Regions from separate parts of the Zea mays genome. Here region 1 is linked to region 2. The links are chromatin contacts, called in public Hi-C maps. All regions are on one chromosome and are shown on one strand. The core of a region is the stretch at or near the end of the contact, and the rest is flanking DNA. Distances in the headings are between cores, read along the strand shown.

Region 1 (5,352 bases), core at 2,784-5,283, 74 kb after region 2:
CAATCCAACAGTACGCGGTCAATCAATGGTCACATCAAAAACCCCCGCGGAACCACTTCGAGCGAGGGCAGCGTCTCCGCCATCTAGTGACGTCTTCGGCACCAGGTGACTTTGTCGAACTGGTCCCTCGGAGGGCAAATGTTGGGGCGAAGGCATAGCCGCCACCCTCCGCTCGAAGTCCTCGCCGGTGCCGCTGGTCCGACGAAGACAAAACGGGCAGGGACACCCTTCGCCCGGTACGACGCCAGACGAAGGCCTGCGACGAGGTCCTCCCACCGTGCGGCCTCGTCCAGTTCGGAGGCCCACGTACGATCCGGCCCATTGTAACGGGCCCTGCGCGGTCGTTGTGTGCTACGGGCCTCATTTGTAAAGGCATTCCTGTAATTACGGTCTGTAACCCTGCTTTATGGGAATATTCTGGGGATAACCTGGGTAGCTGAGGGCACATGCGTCCTTAACACAAGGCGCTGGACGCTCAGGTACCTATAAATACCCCCGCACAGTGCCCGTGAGAGGCTAGATTAACAGAGCTATTGCCCCCTAGCACGTAACCCTGTTGTCACCACTGTTCACCCTTGTTGGCTTCCTTGCGTTTGAGGGCAAGTTCCAACAGCAGAGATGGAGCCAATGCACACCACTTATGATCAGCATGTTTGGAGCAAAGCGCACTTATGGTCCCACCTGCGAGTTCGCCACCTCACCCGAGGTGGGCCCGAGGGGCTCTGTCGGTACCCCAAAACTGGGGTACCCACTCGTGCTGGGTCAAGGCGGGACTCGTGTGGCTATCCCTGGCCACGTGATGACGGGCAGTTTACCACAACTCAGAGTGTGGCCCGTCCAACGAGGCCACCGACCGTCGGGTCGGTGTCACCACGTGCACCATTGGTGGAACTGCTCTACAGCTTTGATCAAAGGTCTAGACCCCCACAGGTGGGTCCCAGACCTTTTCATGGGCCCACTGAACCCCCAACACAAATAAAAAGCACTCCACTACTACAACCTGAGGCCGAACCCCCATGGGATGGTCCCAAACCCCTAAGTGTTCCATTCGGACCTTCGACCAGGGGAGGTCTAGTGCTGCTACGTTTCTAGGCCATTACGGATGGGACCCGGGCTTCCATAGACCATAGGTGCTCTCCGAACCCCTAGCCAGGGGAGGTCCGGGGCAGCCACGTCTGCATGCGCTCCCAGTCCTCGTTCTCCGCTCAGGTAGAGATACGGTGTTGCCACGTGGCCTGTGGCGCATTAAAAAAGTCGTCAATGTCTGTGGCGTACATGCCCGTGGCGCGTGACGCAAGCCTCTAGCATGGGGGTTGCTCGTGTTAAATGCGACCAGGATACATGTCTGTCCTTACTAGTGATAGGCGTCGTACGCTCCGCATTAAATGAAGGCGGTGCGCAGTCTGCAAGGTATGGGTCGCGTCAGTAACCCGCGCATTACCGAGACAAGACCATTGACTCTCTGCGCCGCGCATGGGCAACTCTCATCATGACTTCTACTATTCTCGCTACAAAGACAAGCGAAAGAGATAGACGGAGGGGACAAGAAGACACCGTCCATGTACCTCCCTACACACGTCGACGTGCTAGTCTACATCGTAGCCTACATAAAAGCCTTCGCCCACACAATGACAAGACAAGGTGAAGGTGAATCTGGTAAAAAAATAGCACGGTGACCAAGAGAAGATATCCGCCCACAGCGGTGGAAGACCTTGGTCCACCAGCTCTATTTGTTGCTCCATGTACGTGCCTCCCTTGGGCTATAAAATGGAAGGCACATGCGCTACATGGGGACACACTCGATCCCTTGGAGACATCTCCATCCAAACCTAAGCTTTCTCAAACTCTTAGCAATACAACTCAGAGTGAAGTAGGGTCTTACGATCCGGCGGCCCAAACCACTCTAAATTCTTGCGTGATCTAGTGTTCTTGCATCTCCAGTGCCTGCATTTTGCTACTCGGCTCGAGTTTACTCTTCGACAAGCACCCCTACTCTCAACACATGGCATATAAGGAAGTTGGTCTAAACTAGATGTAGAGTACCCTATCTGATCGATATAAATCTTTATTCCACATGATATGTTGATATCTAGTCTGGCAATATATCGTCCAACATTATGTGAACAACATGACGTATTTTCCTACATCAACAACCTACGATGCATAGACTGATAAGATATTTTGTTGTATTTTAGCAATGTCGCTTATTTGTCTCCATGCTTTTGTTAAACAACCGATACTTTACATCTAAAGATATATAGATACACAGCTAAACGTCTATTTCACATGATACGTTGATATATATATATATATATATATATATATATATATATATATATATATATATATATATATATATATATATATATATATATATATATATATATTCTGGCAACAACATTATGTGATCAACATGGCATATTTTCCTACATCAATTAACAACCTACGATGTGTAGATCGTCTGACAAGATATTTTGGACTATTTTATCGATGTCGCTTATTTAATTTGTCTCCATGCTTTTGCTAAACAAGTAATCGATACGTTACATCTAAAGATATAGATACACAGCTAAGCGTTTATTCCACGCACATGATACGTTGATATCCAGCCTTGCAACAAATCGTACAAGTACAACATTATGTGTTCGACTTGAGGTATTTTCCTCAATTAACAACCTACTACTATGTATAGATCGATAAGACATTTTTAGTGTATTTTAGCAATATCGCTTATTTGTCTCCGTGCTTTTGTTAAACAAGTAACTGATACTTTACGTCTAAAGATATAGATACATAGCTAAGCGATTTTTTGAAATATTATATTTTTAATAAAATCTGTTTATGTTTTCTCTGTATTATTTATCACAACTTTAATATTACTTTATCAGTATGACGTCTATACAAGCTGGCGTTATTAATTTCTATCCTAGTGCCCACCAACTTTGTCTAGAGTAGGGGGCTAGGGGTATGTTTACTTGTTCTCGAAGCCGCGAAGCAAAGACGCCCTAAAAGAATAGAGCACTTGCTCCTCCGGTTAAAGATGCCAATAGTTAAATATCCAACGAATATTACTATTTCCTATGACAAAAAAAATAACTTTATCAGCTCACTCATATCCCTGGTGGGTATAGATTTACTCCATACTCGTACCCATATGGGTATAGGTCACCCGTCGGATCATTCGTACCTACAAAGATTAAACATCTATCAGAATAATACATTATACAAACGTCAAGTATATCACTTTAAATATCATTATAAAATTTCGAGCATCATTCAATCATTCATTCAACAAAACCATGGATAATTGGATAGAGTAGCAACACTAGGATAGTAGTACCAGATAACATATTAGGGGGTGTTTGGGAGTGAAGTTTTTCACAGTTTTGGAAGAATACTGCAGTATTCTCAAATACTGCAGTATTATATACAGAATGGTGTTTGGCAAGCTCGCTAAAATCTCTGTTTTCAAAAATGAAGTATTGCGAATACTATAGTTGTTTTAAGGTATTCTAAACTTAGGTCTGGACCTCAGTTTCTAAAATTGTGGTATTGTAAACTGCGGTATTGTCATGACTAAAGTATATTGTAGTATTTCAAAAACTGTGGTTTTCAAAAACTTTGTTCCCAAACAGGGCCTTACATGTTCCATGTATGTCATCGAATAGTTATTAAGCCTTCTATGACATTATCACCAAAAAAATTGTTAAATAGTCAAAATAGATGGACGATCAAAGCCAAGTTCACGCTTTTATACTGGGTATTTATACCCATGAGTTAACGAGAATGGGTGAGTGTGGAATGTTCTAATACTAGTTTACTCATTGGTTGAATGTTTTTCTCAATAAGGAACACATGAGTAAAATATTTAGTCCGTATATATATTCTAATGGAGTAAATATCCATCGAGTATCGATTCGTGCTTACCCATTGCCATTTCTAGTTCTAGCTGCCAGCCTCAAGGGCAGTTTTGCCATTTCATGCTTGTCCAGTCTCCCCCAGTGCCAGTACACAGTACTTCGGCTCCATACATATACAGGCCCTGGCGCACTGCTCTGCCAGAGAGAACTCAGACCACTCCGCTGGTCCGCCCGCTGTCCTCTGCACCTCTGCTACCCCAACAAAACCAGGACGACGCCTCGCGCGGCGCTGTCATGCTCCCGCCGTTCGGCAACCCGCTCTGGGTACCGGAGGACGTCGACGACCAGCAGCAGCACCACGCGCCGCCGCCGACGCCCATGGGGTTGGGGCCGGGGCAGGGGCACGATGAACAGAACCTCCTGGCCCTGGCCTCCGCCGCCGCCATGGGGGCCGGCGGTATTTTCAGCTCGCCAGCGGTGCTCGACGACGACTGGTACTTCGACCCCGTGGCTGCGGCCGCCGCCGCCGGCGCTCAGGGGCAGCTGCTCCTGGCACCGCCGGGCCCAGCGCCCGACGCCGGGTCGCAGATGTTCTCGCTCTTCAACGTCGGCGGCGCCGCGACGTTCGACGTCCATGGGTTCGACCTCGGCCTCGGCGGCGGAGGCGGTGGCGACCTGGTCCCGTTTGCCGGCGCGGGGAATGCGTCGAATTCCGCGTCCTTTTCCCTGGTACCGGCAGGGAACGCCGGCGGCTTCCTCGGCTCGTTCGGCGGCTTCGGTACAGCGCCGGCGCAAATGCCGGACTTTGGCGGGCTCGGCGGGTTCGACATGTTCAACAGCGGCGCCGGCTCCTCCTCCGCGGCGCCCCCTCCTCCTGCCTCGGTGTCACTGACGGCGCCCTTCTCTGGGCGCGGGAAGGCCGCCGTGCTCCGCCCGCTGGAGATCTTCCCGCCCGTGGGCGCGCAGCCGACGCTGTTCCAGAAGCGCGCGCTCCGCCGCAACGCCGGCGAGGAGGACGACGACAAGAAGCGCAAGGTGGAGGCCGTCGCCGCGGCCGCGGGGGCTTCCTCGGGCGGCGGCGGTGACACGGTGCTGGACGACGCCGACGACGACGACGGCGGGAGCATCGACGCGTCCGGGCTCAACTACGACTCGGAGGACGCCAGGGGCGTTGAGGACAGTGGGAAGAAGGACGGCAAGGACTCCAACGCCAACAGCACGGTGACTGGCGGCGCCACGGGCGACGGGAAGGGTAAGAGGAAGGGGTTGCCGGCCAAGAACCTCATGGCAGAGCGCCGTCGCCGGAAGAAGCTTAATGACCGGCTCTACATGCTCCGGTCCGTCGTGCCCAAGATCAGCAAGGTAAGAATTGTACCTTTGCATCTATGTGTTAATCAGTTACTACGAATTGTAGCTCGTAATTTAGATGAATTCTCCGCGTTTTCGGTAGCAATTAGCAACTAGCATTACTATGTATATGCTTATATTGGTT
Region 2 (4,889 bases), core at 236-2,735:
TGCAAGCAGGGTTGTTTGGGGTTGTGCATCGCATTTGCGTTTTGGTCGCTATTTATAGGCTAATATGCACTTGCGTGATAGTAAATAATAAGTTAAAGGGCCTTTGATTTTTGTGCCAAAAAAACTGTAAACATTTGTTTCCACGTTTCGAATATTAAGAAATCAATCAATCTATTCTCAGAAATGGTTAAGAGGTCTTTCAAAAATTAAGGTGCGCTACATCTCATCTATTCTCTATCTCTATCTCTACCTCTATTTTTTCTTTAAATCATTAGTTTCTTACATCGTTCATCATGCGTGAAGGACGTAGAACTTAGGATTAAGATTTAAGTGTGAAATTATTTATATGCCACAGCCCACGTACTATAGTTACTAGTCTAATATCGTGTTATCGCTACAGTTTCGAGGAGATGGAGAGGGGTCGCTGGCGCCCCCGCGAGGGAGGGGTCGGCGGCGACGACGTGGGGAGGGGGCGAGGCTTGTGGCAGCGACGAGCCGACGGCGCAAGTGAGGGGCGGTGGGGTCAGGGGGAGGAGAAAGATGTGACATGTGAGCGATGAAAGAGGAAGGATAATCTAAATAATATTGAGTAAGAGATAGGAGGTTTATCCAGCGATCTGAATTTTCGATTTTGATGGTGTGCTATGTGGGTGCAATTCGTTTGATGGATTTAAGAAAGGTTATGAGTGTCGGGTAATTTGGTTGTGTGAGTTTTGTAAAGTTTAAACTGATTAATCATATAGTGGTATAGATATGTTTTGTTTTCCAAGAGGCCTTTGGCTTTAATTAACCAGGAAAGAAACGGATCAAGAGGAAATTGATGTGTGCCGGATATCCTTTATTCATCCTTTTCCACCATATCTTAACTCGCCACCAATATTTGTCTAGATTTATTAGCATGTCAATAGTGATGTCACAAGAATATGATCTCTTCATTATAGACCCTAGAACGGTTTTCTAAATATAAGAAAAAATTGAGACTATATGATGCAATCTGAGCCTCTAGATCATAAATACAGTTAAGAGACAATAAGTATAAAAAGTCGTGAAAAGATGAACTCTTCGCAAAGAGTTTGTCTCTTAATTTTTTTCACTTAACACACTAGAGACCCCTAAAAAGACACTTTAATTATTATGGTTGTACATACCTTAAGATATGTTGTATTAATATCAATGAAGTGTTTAGTTTTCACCATCGTCATACGTCAAGTCTATTTTTTTTCTCACCCCTCCCCACTTTTGTAAAAATAAGGTAAAGTTATATGGTTCAAACATTGATTATGTTTATATTATATACTCACTCATATTATAATACAAAGTATATCTATGTGATATATAAAAATCGTAGCAATGCACATACATCTAATTAGTTTCATTATTAAGCGTTTAATAGAAAAAAAATGAGTTCGTTAGCACTACAATTTAGGCCCTACCACAGATGTTTTTCGATTAAGGCCTGTTGTGAAGATGTATAGGCCCAATTAGGTGGCCCATTCTCCGCACTGTTCAGCCATTGACATCTCCGTTTACGGACTTGCAGTTTGCAGGGCATTTGGTACCTGATACTAATTGCTAACAAAACCTGACATTATATAACAACGAAAATTGCAACAAAAAAATGTATCTACAACAAAAATCCATGCACATCTCGATTCTTCAAAGCCTAACACCAGTAGGTCTTCAACAGATATTATTAAAATTGAATTCCTCTACTTTAAATGAGTTTTGATCAAAAGAAATGAAACCGCACTTTGTACAATAGTACCGAGACACGGTACACCAATCATCAAATCATATTTGATGGTGACAGCGAGGGCTCAATAAAAAGCTAGTGTGATAGACTCCCATAAAAAATAAATAGAGGGATTAAATTTTATGCTTTTTATTTATCTAAGTATCTAGATCATATAATCCACATAATAATCTATGCTTTTTATTTGTCTCTTAACTTATTTAAGATTTAACTTATTTAAGATGGATTATATAATTCAGAGAGTAAATAAATATATAGGACCTTAATAGTGAGTAGGAAGTAAAATCCGATACTTATGGATACAAATTTGTTATGTACAGTAAGTTTTTCTCTATTTAAAATTCGACTATAGATAATATTGGTTGTGTTGGATAAGATATAAATAGATATCAACATTGCATATATATTTGACTTGAGCTATGTGACTTTAGATAAAGAGGTGTTTACATACACTAGAGCTAATAGTTAGTTGGCTAAAAAATATTAGTAAAATTAGCTAGCTAACAATATCTAACTAACTATTAGCTAATTTGCTAAAAATTGCTAATAATTGAAATATTAGCTAGAATGTTTAAATGTATTTAATTAATTTTAGCAGCAAACTAACTCTAGAGTATTCAAACACCCCCACAATGTAGAACACAAAAAATCCTGTTACGTATACATGTGGATAATAATTGTACTACTTATACTCTAGCATAAGCAAATAGCGAGTCCACTTTTCCTTTTATAGCATGAAATGACGTCCTAAGGCTTGTTTGGATACTCCTCGTACTCACCTCTATCCACATGTATTACATATGGATTGAGGTGAATATAGGAGTATCCAAACAAGGTATTAAGGGGTGTTTGAATGCACTAGAGCTAATAGTTATCGGTTAAGTTAAAGATATCCAAACAATCTAGCTAATAATTTAGCTATTAGCTATTTTTAGCAAATTAGCTAATAGTTAGTTAGCTATTTGTTAGCTAGCTAATTTCATTAGCATTTTTTAGCGAACTATCTATTAGCTCTAGTGCATTCAAACACCCCATAAGAACTCAAAGAATTCATGATTATCTTTCATAAAAATCAATGTGATGATAAGTTTTGTCTAAGGGCATGTAAATTTAGGGAGTTGCTAAAATATTTTAAGGTGTAAAAAATGTTTGTGTAAATTTAGAAAGCTAAATTTACATAACTATTAGAGAGGCTAGTGAAATTTAGGGACCTGCTTTACATAACAGTTTGTGCACCAATCATTTATTTTTATGTAAAGCAGGTCCCTAAAATTACGTGACTGTTATATAATTATAGATTTACAAAACCTTCATGTAAAGAAGGTCCCTAAATTTACATAATTGTTATATAATCATAGATTTAGGGAGTTGCTAAAACATTTTAAGGTGTAAAAATGTTTGTGCTCCAAAAGTTCTTTATTTATTAGTTGCTAATTTTTAAAGTTGTCCACATCAAAAAAAATAAGTAGGTTTGCTTTCTATTTTTAATTGAGTTGACGACAGAAATCCATATCATCAACAAACTTCCCTAGTTGTTGGAAGGTTAGAGTTATTGATGGAGATCAGGTGATGGTTGTGACAGGAATATGCCATCCACGGAGATGCTCATGGTGATGACGTGGAGGCAGCATTAAAGGTGCTCTATGGTGCCTCGACATAAGAGGTTGTCTAGTGGCAGCGTCATGTCATCTTGGATGGTGGAGATGGATTTGTGGTCACTAGGGGTGGTGGGACGACGTGAAACCGTTGCTAGAGTAGGCTTTTGCGATGGACTTAGGACCATGATTTCGACAGTCCCAACAAAGTTTTAAATGTAAGAATGAAATTGGGTTTTGTACGGAGTTTGCAAATTTAGGAACCCACTTTACATAACTGTTGGAGAAGAGTTTTTCTTGAAACTTCTTAGATTCATATTTAGGAAGTTTTTTACATAACTGTTGCAGATGCTCTTAGGGCCACATGTACAACCTAGAGACCTTGAAACGATTTTCCAATTACAAGAGACAACTAAGAGGCTGCATGATACAGCCCTAAGCCTTTAGATCATAAATACAGCTAAGAGAGAATATGTATGGAGAGTCATGTAGAGACATGTTCTTCACGAATAGCCTGTCTCTTGTACTTTTTTAACTAACCCTTTAAAGACCCCTTAAGAGGTTCCATATTAAATAGGGTTGTACATGTCTTTAGATTGTCTATATTTAAAAATTAGATGAACTAAAATTTAGTTGAACTAATGATTAAGATCACTTTTTAGTTAAATGGTATTTGGATGCATGGACTAAAAATGAACTACAAGCAATTTGTCAACTGATGGATACCTTTTGGTCCACTTTAATATATATTTGTCAACTAATAGCCAAATAGCTAGTTGATGTATGAGCTAAAGTTTAGTCCACTTTTAGTTCGGGATACCTATAGACTTAAGTTAGGTAAAGTCCAGTTTGAGATATTTAACCATGCCCTAACTTAAACTATCTTCAACATCTTATCCATTCTACATCCTATCACATCTTCTATTTCAAACTTTACTCTATGAACAGTGCATCCTACAGTACAAAATAATGTTTTGTATGACCATATACACGATCTGCTGGAGACAACCTTATAAAAATATAATAAGGAATCTCAATGTATCTCCTATAGGTGGACCTATTCTCATCCTACTTATGAGTGCCGGTGGACAAACAACCTACTCTAGCATGCACTAGTCGTGCCCCCAAAAACTACAAGGCCCTCAAATGCTCCTTACAAGCCATCACTATTAGGGCTATTCTCCAAGCCTATAATTTTATGTTTTCCACCATTCCTGTCTCGCTTCGATCCAGGTCCCAACTCTATTGGAGAGTCGGAGGGGACTTCAAATTTAGTGGAGTGATTATTAGGATTTGCTAATTGTAAGATTAAGAACTTCAATTTGTAAGATTAAGTAGCAAGTGTGCATCCGCCTTTCTTAATAGGTTTGTTTAGATCAAGTGAGACTTTATGATTGTTACTCTTTGAGAGCACCTAGAGGGGGGGTGAATAGGTGATCCTGAATAAACTTAACTTATAGCCACAAAAACTTGTTAGGGGTTAGCACAATAATTGCCAAGTGGCTAAAGAGAAGATCTTGCACAATACGACAATCACAGAG

The links. A called contact is a pair of places that touch in the nucleus more often than the background predicts.
Region 1: a contact with region 2 is called in a Hi-C map of tassel, with 2.6 times the contacts expected there. The contact joins the promoter of LOC103652960 here to the enhancer-like site in region 2. A contact is called at or near these places in 3 of 25 Hi-C or Micro-C datasets (ear, leaf and tassel).

What each region holds. Positions count from the first base shown.
Region 1 is chr4:25,331,310-25,336,661 of Zm-B73-REFERENCE-NAM-5.0, forward strand. It overlaps LOC103652960 (transcription factor SCREAM2), which reads left to right and starts at 4,034. Exons shown (of 4, transcript XM_008679944.4): 1 at 4,034-5,222. The coding sequence starts at 4,155.
Region 2 is chr4:25,259,961-25,264,849 of Zm-B73-REFERENCE-NAM-5.0, forward strand. No RefSeq gene overlaps it. Among protein-coding and RNA genes, the nearest start is that of LOC100216994, 17 kb to the left of the region's middle. Within about 2 kb of position 1,486, at least 9 of the 20 cell types and tissues checked have an H3K27ac peak or open chromatin away from gene starts, as enhancers often do. A contact at or near this core is called in ear, leaf and tassel, where this site is marked.